3 separate regions of the Sus scrofa genome follow, and all the other regions are linked to region 3. A link is a contact called in public HiChIP or PLAC-seq data. All regions are on one chromosome and are shown on one strand. Each heading gives the region's core, a stretch centred on a gene start, on an enhancer-like site or on the middle of the called end of the contact. The rest is flanking DNA. Distances are from core to core; before and after follow the strand shown.

What was found. HiChIP or PLAC-seq counts read pairs in DNA pulled down with a chosen protein or histone mark.
Region 1: an H3K27ac HiChIP or PLAC-seq map of alveolar macrophages shows a contact between it and region 3. The contact joins the promoter of ARL6 here to the promoter of RIOX2 in region 3. A contact is called at or near these places in 2 of 5 promoter capture datasets (fetal liver and liver) and 2 of 2 datasets of contacts at active chromatin or transcription factors (alveolar macrophages and skeletal muscle).
Region 2: a contact with region 3 is called in an H3K27ac HiChIP or PLAC-seq map of skeletal muscle. The contact joins the promoter of CRYBG3 here to the promoter of RIOX2 in region 3. A contact is called at or near these places in 1 of 5 promoter capture datasets (liver), 12 of 47 Hi-C or Micro-C datasets (adipose tissue, embryonic fibroblasts, epiblast stem cells and 7 more) and 2 of 2 datasets of contacts at active chromatin or transcription factors (alveolar macrophages and skeletal muscle).

Annotation. Positions count from the first base shown.
Region 1 is chr13:162,555,153-162,558,075 of Sscrofa11.1, reverse strand. ARL6 (ADP-ribosylation factor-like protein 6) reads left to right here and starts at 1,401. Exons shown (of 9, transcript XM_021070700.1): 1 at 1,401-2,224.
Region 2 is chr13:162,477,212-162,480,105 of Sscrofa11.1, reverse strand. CRYBG3 (very large A-kinase anchor protein) reads left to right here and starts at 1,335. Exons shown (of 22, transcript XM_021070691.1): 1 at 1,335-1,678. The coding sequence starts at 1,530.
Region 3 is chr13:162,329,269-162,332,244 of Sscrofa11.1, reverse strand. RIOX2 (bifunctional lysine-specific demethylase and histidyl-hydroxylase MINA) reads right to left here and starts at 1,704. Exons shown (of 8, transcript XM_021070695.1): 1 at 1,607-1,704.

The sequences.
Region 1 (2,923 bases), core at 152-2,651, 230 kb before region 3:
TGCTCTTTGGATATATTAGTAATTCTGGAGACAAAATCATAGCTGTATGCAGTTCCCACTGTGGCTCAGCGGGTTAATGATCCAACATTGTCTCTGTGAGGGTGTGGGTTAAGGGTCACATGTGGCCAGGTCACAGATGCGGCTTGGATCCAGTGTTGCCATGGCTATGGCACAGGCCTGCAACAACAGTTCCAATTCGATTCCTAGCCCAGGAACTTCATATGCCATAGGTGCCACCTTAAAAAGAAATAAAAAACCTCACAGCTGTAATTTTTCAAACTAGTATCATTAGGGTTGAGGCATAAATTCACATAAATATAAATAATTAGTATATATTTTTGTAGCGATTTTTACATCATCAAAATATTTTTTAAGATTAAAGTAAATTCACTTGTTCACTGAATAAGGTAATATTGTGCACAAATTGCAGATGACCAAAAAAATACACATAATGTACAACTGTTCAAATAGCTTTTGACTATCAACATGCACTCCAAAAACTTCCAATCAATTACAAATCATGGATTTTCTATATTTTTTTAAAAGTTGCTGGTAAGAAAATAATTAAAAGTATCCTGAATTAATCAGAATAGTGCTGTATTCATCATATCTCTCTTCTCTCTTTATAATTCTTCTACTACAGTTTCAAATGAGAATATGAAATTTAAACTGGTAATAAAGTACTTGAAACTTTCCTTATATCTTTCCTTGTAACTTAAGTAACCCTCATAAAATTAAATACCATTTTAAAGCTTCTTTTTTTTTTCGTTATATAAATAAAAGAACCCAGAAGTTCCCACTGTGGCACAAAGTTATCCGCGTCTTGGGAGCACTGGGACGCAGGTTCCATCCCTGGCCTGGCACAGATTAGGGATCCAGTGTTGCTGAACATGTGGTTTAGGCGCCAACTGTGGCTGGGATCTTAACCTGGCCTGGGAACTATATATGCTCTGGGGCGGCCAAAGAAGAAAAATAAATAAAAAAAATAAAAGAACCTACATCTTCAAGTTTGAAGAATAAAAGAAAAAGCACCCCATGATCATGCAAATTTCCCCCCATGATTACTTTTATATAATTCCTTCTAGTCTCTTTTTTTTTTTCAGCTTTCCCAATCCATTTAATAGGCCATAACAATTAACAGACCCAATGGGTAGGGTAGTAAACACAACACCTGGGTAGTTGGAGGGGGGATATAATCTCACACTCATAGCTAACAAAGTAAATAATCGTTTACCAATACTGTAAAACCCCGGAACAATTTAAGAAAGTTGCTAACTTGAAGCATTCAGAGTTGATTCCTCTCCTGACCACCCGCCAATTGGATTCTGGGGACTGCAATCTAATCAAGGAAGATTATGCCCCGAGGAAATCTCTTCAGGAGATCAGACGGCTAAGAAGCCTGGTTACAGGCATACTTCCTCTGCCGAATAATGCCTGAGTTTACCTCCTCTCCCTACCAACATTAACGGTTTTGCTTCTGAAGGGCTCCAGCCTGAGGTCTTAGAGCCTGGAAGGCAGACGCGACGCACAACCAGGCAGCCCGTGCGCACAGGTCGCCCTGGAGCGCGCAGTCGGGTCCTGCAGTGGTTGCCACAATGCCGAGCACGTGCCCGACGTCGACTCAGGCTTCTCAGTGCTCGAGGCGCCACAGTGAGCGCAGGTCTCTGTGTGCAGGCCCTAGAAGGCAGGGAAACCCAGGCGGCGAGAAACGCCCCGCAGCAAAATTTCACGCCAAACACTTCCCAGCAGGCTGTGCGCGCGCCTACAACTCCCATCATGCTCCATGAGGGATTGCACGGCTATTTGCTGGAAGCCGGCAGTTTACCCCGTCACCCTGCTCACGTTTCTTTAATACTTCTCGCTGTGCCTCAAGCATCTTGGGGAGCTTTTCAATCCCACAATCAGAGCAAGGCGGCTTGACGCGCTAAAACCTCTGAGGAGGCGTGGCTCCGGACCGGAAGAACCTTCCGTTGCCAGGGGAACGTCGCGCACCCAAGCGCCTGCCCAGCCACTGATGTTTGGATTGTAGCAGCAGCAACCTCTTCACCCAACTTGTGGAGGCGGCTTTCCTCAAGACGAGTGATCCTTCTTCCTATGGAGGCTTAGAGAGGAGGGCTGAGGGACGTCCGCACCGAATTTCCATCCCAGAGACGGATACGAGCGTGTGCGTCCATTCCTGTTCTTCTGCGGCTCCGGGGCCTGCAGAACTAACCTCCAAGACCAGGTATCTCCCACCCGTCCCCGCCAGTTGTGTGCAGTGCCAACCCACAGTCCCAGCCGCCAATTTTAGAATTGCTTTTTCCCATGTTTTTCACTCCGTGTAGTTGTTTCTAATGTGTGAGAAGTAAAAAAAGAAGTGGGCTAGGGCCCCCAGAAAACTCATTGAATTGCTTTGGGTGAATTTTTTTTGATCAGATGGGCCTTTTTATTTGGTGTGTGGAGTAATTGAAATTCCATCAAAAACTGAAAACTGAATAAAAACGTTTGTTTGGAGTAGTTAGAGTGCTATAATTCACTCTAGAAACATTTTTAAAGTTTACAAAATACCATTGGGGGTGTTTTCTTTGCTCGACCTCTCTCTCTGTAGCGTGCCTTCCGACCTCTTAACTGTGGATAACATCCTGATTATTGAGGACTTTTCTGGCAACAATTAAAACAAATCATTTAGAAAGTTGTTTTCTCAGATAACAGCCAAGAGAATTTGGCTGGTGTGCGGAAAGAGGAAAACAAGATAAACTGGAAAGATAGATTGGAGTCAAAATGTGAACAGCTTTAAAAGCTATGCGTGAAAGTTTATACTTTATTCTAAAAGTTCTCAATAGTGACTGTATAGCTACACTGTGTAGCTTTTTTAAATACAGATGCCCTGATAACATCTTCAGAAATACTAATCCAATTAGCTGATTCCACTGTGCAGCCAGGG
Region 2 (2,894 bases), core at 86-2,585, 150 kb before region 3:
CATAGAGATGCTGGATGGTTTTAGGGCATTGATTGTGATGATGGTTTCATGTATATTTATTGTCACACTCATCAAGTTTCATATGTTACGTACAGCTTTTTGTATGTAATTTTTAAAAAATTGAAGAACATTCAAACTACTGTATTTAGACATACTTAAAAGCAAATCTTAATGACCTTTTGGTTTCCAGATTTTGGTGATGTCTGTTTAATGACTACAGAATATTTGTTTCAGCATTTACAAGTTTGAATCATACCTGTATGACTGGATTTTTATTTATTATTTATTTATTTGTTTATTTATTTATTTTTGCTTTTTAGGGCCACACCTGCAGCATATGGAAGTTCTCTGGCTAGGAGTCAAATCGGAGCTGTATCTGCTGGCCTACCCCACAGCCGCAGCAACACCGCATCCAAGCAAGGATCCAAGCTGTGTCTGCGACCTACACCACAACTCATAGCAAAGGTGGATCCTTAACTCTCTGAGCGAGGCCAGGGATTGAAACTGTATCCTCATGGATATTAGTTGGATTCATTTCCACTGAGCCACAACAGGAACTCCCTAATCCTTTAATTTTTTAATTTTTGTTTTGTTTGGGTTTTTATTGAAGTATATTTGATTCACAATGTGTTAGTTTCAGGTGTACAGCAAAGTGATTCATCTGAATTCTTCTTTAGATTATTTTCCCTTATAAATTATTACAAAATATTGAGTATAGTTCCCTGCGCTATAAAGTAGGTACCTGCTAGTTATGATCAGCGTTGTCTTCTGCAATAGGGTTAGCCATGTAGAATGTAACACGGAGTGTGAGAAATATAAAGCATGTCTGTGTTAGGATAAGTTTCTCCACACGTAGTAAACCAGCGAAACAAGAAGCAAGTTGTTGACAGACCTAGACAGGCACCTAGGCGCCCCCTGCTTCTGAGACTCAGCCGTGGGTAACCTCATCTTTTGCAACCTGGTGGAAATTGTTTTAGGGAATAGCTGTTCGTTAGCTGAATGTTAGCCCAGGGCACTCTGGTACTGAAGTTTACCAGGTGTGTTCACAAACTTTAGCTCCTGAACTTCTTTCAAAAGTTCCATGCACTGATTGAATGATAGAAAAACAAATCGTTAATAGAAAGCGAAAACTGAGTGCAAAGACAGTCTGGCAGCCTGAACTGGTTTGAGAGTAAAGCCCGGCGTCGCGGGGTTACGCGTTCCGCTCGGGTCTCAGGAGCGCGCTTAGAGCAGGGATCCGGCTGGCAGCGAGGAAGCCTGGCGGGGCTGGGCTGGGGCGGGACCGCGGCCTCTGGCTCCTCCCAGGGGGGCGGGCGGGCGGGCTAGGCCAGGGCGGGAGGAGGGGCGGCCGCCCAGCGCGAGAAGGAGCCGCGCGGGGAGCGCAACGCGCCCGCGCCTCTACCGCTCGGGATGGACTGAGTGGCCCTGCATCGGTCCTGCCCTAGCCGGGTCCCGCGGTGCCGGGTCAGGATCCGGACGCAGGACACCGCCTCGCGCTTTCCCAGTGCACCTACTGCTGCGCCAGGGAGATGTCCGGCGGCCGGAGAAGGGGCGGCGCCCCCTGGCACAGCTTCTCCCGGTTCTTCGCTCCCCGAAGCCCTTCCCGGGACAAGGAAGAGGAAGAGGAGGAGAAGCCGGGGACTAGCCAGCCGCCCGCGCCGGGCCGGGGCGCTGCCAGGTGAGAGCTACGGCGGGCGTCCGGTGGCCCTGTGTTGACTCACGGGACGGGGCTCCTGGCCCTACTGCCCACAGCTGGCCGCTCTTGGCCAGGCTGCGCTCGCCACTTTCTGTTCTCCTTCCTCCATTGCCCAAGTTTCGTCTTCCTTGCCTAGTTCCTTTGCCGCATATCTTGGTTTGCTAAATCCGGGTGAAGTTCGCGACCTGCGCCCAGGGCCAGCCTCTGCCTGCCCCCCACCCCTCCCCGGACGTGATTCTATTCGCGTCCCACACTCGCGTCTGCTCTCCAAGTTCTGTGGCAAAAGCGAGTCCCCCGGCGTCCTGCCGGCGGTAATGCGAAACAGTTGTGAGCGTAGCCGGCCGCCAGGGCTTAGGAGGGCGAGATCCGAAATCAACTCGGGTGGGAAATGTAACGCTTTGGAGCGCCATCTCCTCGGCTGGTATTTTGCAAACTTATTCAGAGTTTCTCAAAATGATTTTTAAGTGGTGATGTTGAGTTCCCAAGACTCCATCAAAATTTAAACCCCTCGGTAGGTTTATCTCTGCCTGACATTCAAATGATACCACCCTTCTTTCCCATATCTCTTCGGAAACATCTGTCTCAAGTTCCCAGACAGATTCCAGAAACCAGGACTCGAGCTGTCTTAGTTTCAGTAGTGAAAACGTGCTTCTTCTCTGCAGTCTTTCTCCTTCCTCCACCTGCTGCTGTAAAATCGAAATTTTAAAAACTCATATCTAATAAAAATACCCGTTCCGGAGTCTTTTCATCTGTCTTGAGGGAGGGAGAGAGATTAAGTGATACGCATCTCGCTGTTTTAAACTTTTGATGAGAGGCTTTAGCTCCCTCTTTCCTCCCATTGCACTAGGAGATCACTCATGTGATTGGAAGGACGCTCTCCAGGAAGCTATGTTTACTTCAGATGTTAAAGACTTAGTCAAGGGGTTCAAAGAAAAATGGATAGGAAACAGAACTATATATAACTGTGACTGAGCTGATTCCAGTGGTATTCATTCAGGTCTTATGATTTGATTCTGTTCGTTTATGTATTCCTTAGTTTCCCTGCTTGTGAAGCATTTTCATTCTGACCGTCTGTTAATAAAATGCCACATCTTTCCAAGGAAGCTCCTGTTATAATTGGTAAACTTCTCCTGGGAAGCATCTGCTATTATTGCCCTGTTAAGAGAGAATTTAAAATTCAGAGTTACACAGTAGTTAA
Region 3 (2,976 bases), core at 455-2,954:
GACCAGAAGTCTTAACACAGTATAGCTATCTACACCTTCCCAGAGCCTAGTACAGGGTAAGGCAAACAGGAGCCCCTCAATGAACTTTTTGAATGCATTTTTTTTTCCGTTTTCATCTTTTGTATACAATTTTAAAGAAAATTCTCAAAAGCCTTACACAAAACAAAGTTGGGGGAAAACAGACGGTTTGTTCCTTGGGTATTATTCTTCTGATAGCAGCTGTAGCTAGGGTACTCAACAGTACTGTCAGAGCTGAAAGGCACCTTACCCATCAGTCACCATTACCAACAAGGGGAGGGAGGTGAGTCTTTATAACCTCCAGAGCTGCGTTTTAGAACATAGTCAAGTTATCAACAGCTTGTCAGCATGCAAATTTCTGTGCCCCAAATCAAGCCCTCTAAATTAGCATTTCTGATAGCTGGGGCCCAGAAATCTGCAGTAACACAGTAAAGAGAAGGAAGGGAGGGGGGAAAGGGAGGGGGAAAGGGAGGGGGAAGGGGGGAAGGGAGGGAAGGGAGGAAGCAGAGGGAGGGAAAAAGGAAGGGAGGGAGACTGGGGACGGAAAGATGAAAGAAAGAAGGAAAGCAAGCAAGAAAGAAAAGTAAAATAGCTCTCCACTGGAATCAGAGAAGACACTAAGCAAACTCAGCTCAGTTAAGCACACTCACACAAACTGAGAGAAATGATACACAGCCTGTAACAAGCTTGCCTACGCTGACATAAAACATTTCTTTGGAGCCCACGTTAATGTTTACCAACTGAGAAAGGGAAAAGAGGTTCTCCTGTTGACCTAAAGCTGTGATTGCACTCATCTCCCTAGTTCTATTTTAGAAAGAATGCATTGTACCTCATTAAGGTAACTACGAGGCTACAAAGGCGGGGAGAGAGGCGAAACTATCAAGCGATGTTGGAAGAAGCTGGATAAATTAGGTTCTTAAAGATGAGCCCAGTGAAAGTAAAATCCTTGCACGGAATTTACAGCTGATTGGGGAGTAATTGAGCTTGCGATTCCCTGGCCCATAGTTCTGAAAACACAGAGAACAACCTAGCCTTATTAAACTGATGGACGACCCAATTGTTCGGCAGCCCTTCTAGAAATATCGGGTGAAAAATGAATGGAAAGGGTACGCTGTCATTTTAAAGTAAGGGTTGAGCGAGAGAGACACAGTTCTCCCTGCCCGCACTTCAGGTGTCCCTGCAATAAAGCCAGTCTCTTAGGCCCAAACTACCGCCGGAAACACAGCCCACGTGGCTGCCGCACTAAGAGGTAGCCTGCTGCGTCGGGGCTAAGTCAGGCATCACTCTCCCCGCCAAACCTCCAAACTTTCCCGGTGCTCATCTCGCCTTGAGCCCACCATCCGAGCACGTGGCTACCCTCAGTAGCCAGGCCATTCCCAACCCTGGCTCCCATCCCAGCAGCAGCAATAGCCAGCGCCGGCCGGCCAGGGCCCGGCGGCACCGAAGCTTACGGCCGCAGCTCGGGGACCGGCCCTGCAGTCCTCCCTCACCCCAAACTTGCTCCACCCACACTCGCGCCTGGGCGCCTGAAGAGCACAACCCTACACAGTGGCGGCGCGGGACTGCGAGAGCGTACTGCTCCACTCACCAGGCTCGGCCTGCTGCGAGCCGCCGCAAACAGGACAGGCGGCGTGGGCTGGGGGCGGGGCGGAGCGGCGTGCGCACGCTCCGGGCGGCCCCTCCTGCTCCTCGCCACCTCCCTGCAGCGCCGCCCGTTGGTGGGGGTGCTTCCGGCGCTTAGAGGCCAAGGGTATTTGGGTTCACGATTGCTCTTTTCATTTTTTCGGTATTCAAGGAAATAAATTCGTTTTTTTCTGTTGATGTTGTTGGGTTTTTTTTTTTAGTTGGAGCTGGGTGAGACTCAGGATTTGAGGACATGCCCTAGTACAACCCTGTTCTTTTAATGAATGGAGAATCTGAGGACGGCAGAGGGAAAGCGAGCTACCCAAGTTTACCGATCTAGAGATCCAGGTTCTCCACGGCTCTCCTTGGGGCTCTCTCTGCTATGCTGTGCTGTTTGGTACTAAATCAATTCTAATTTATGTCATATTGCTCCCTGAGAAAGAATTAATTCTGAATTAAAAGGATACCGGAAATTCTTGTGACTGGCGGTAAAAGCGAAGAACACATGCAATTGTTTGAGTAATTTTGGCCCAGCATTGTTTCCTTTGGACTCATTATTAGGATTTTGGGATGGAGAAGAGGGAACGAGTGGTCAGGGGATCAGTTCCTGACATGTGCCCTGGCTTGTTCCTGTCTTTGCTCTGTAGACAGCCAAAGAGGATACAACGGAAGTTTTATTTCATTCTAAGATGATTGAGACCAGGAGCTGTTTCTGATAGTGAAGTGACACAGAAGCAAATGGGGAAAAAGTACACCTCTATCTAACACTTGTCCAAACTAACAATAATAGCAAGCCTTGAATAGAGTTCTTCTGCTTGTCAGGCACCATACTAGGTGTTTCATAGACTCCTCACTTCAGCCTCGCCACATCCTCCACTTTACTGTTGATGAAACTGAGTCAGTGTTAACAAATTTTTGGACTGGGACCCATACCATGCCAGGGTCCCAGTCCCACAAGGTTGCTGTCTCAGCCAAAGAGGTTCTTTTTCTATCAGATTTGCCAGGAGCAACCAAACCCATGCTGTGACTGGAAGAGCACAAACTTTATTCAGTAGCCAAAGAATGGAGAACTTGGAACCTAGTTCAAAAATCAACTTCCCAACCCAGCTGGCAATACCGAATGTATTGGGGGAGGGTCAGAGTAAAAGAGGAATTGGAAAGAATGGGAGGAATATTCATGACTTATACCAGAATAGAGGTGTGGCTTGGACCTGGAACTGATGCAACTCTCCTTTTCAGTCCTCCTTGCAAGGGCTTTTCTGGTTGTTGTCATGGCAATTGTCAACTGTCACCATGCTGGAGGGTGTGTCATTTCGCATGCTAATGAATTTCAGT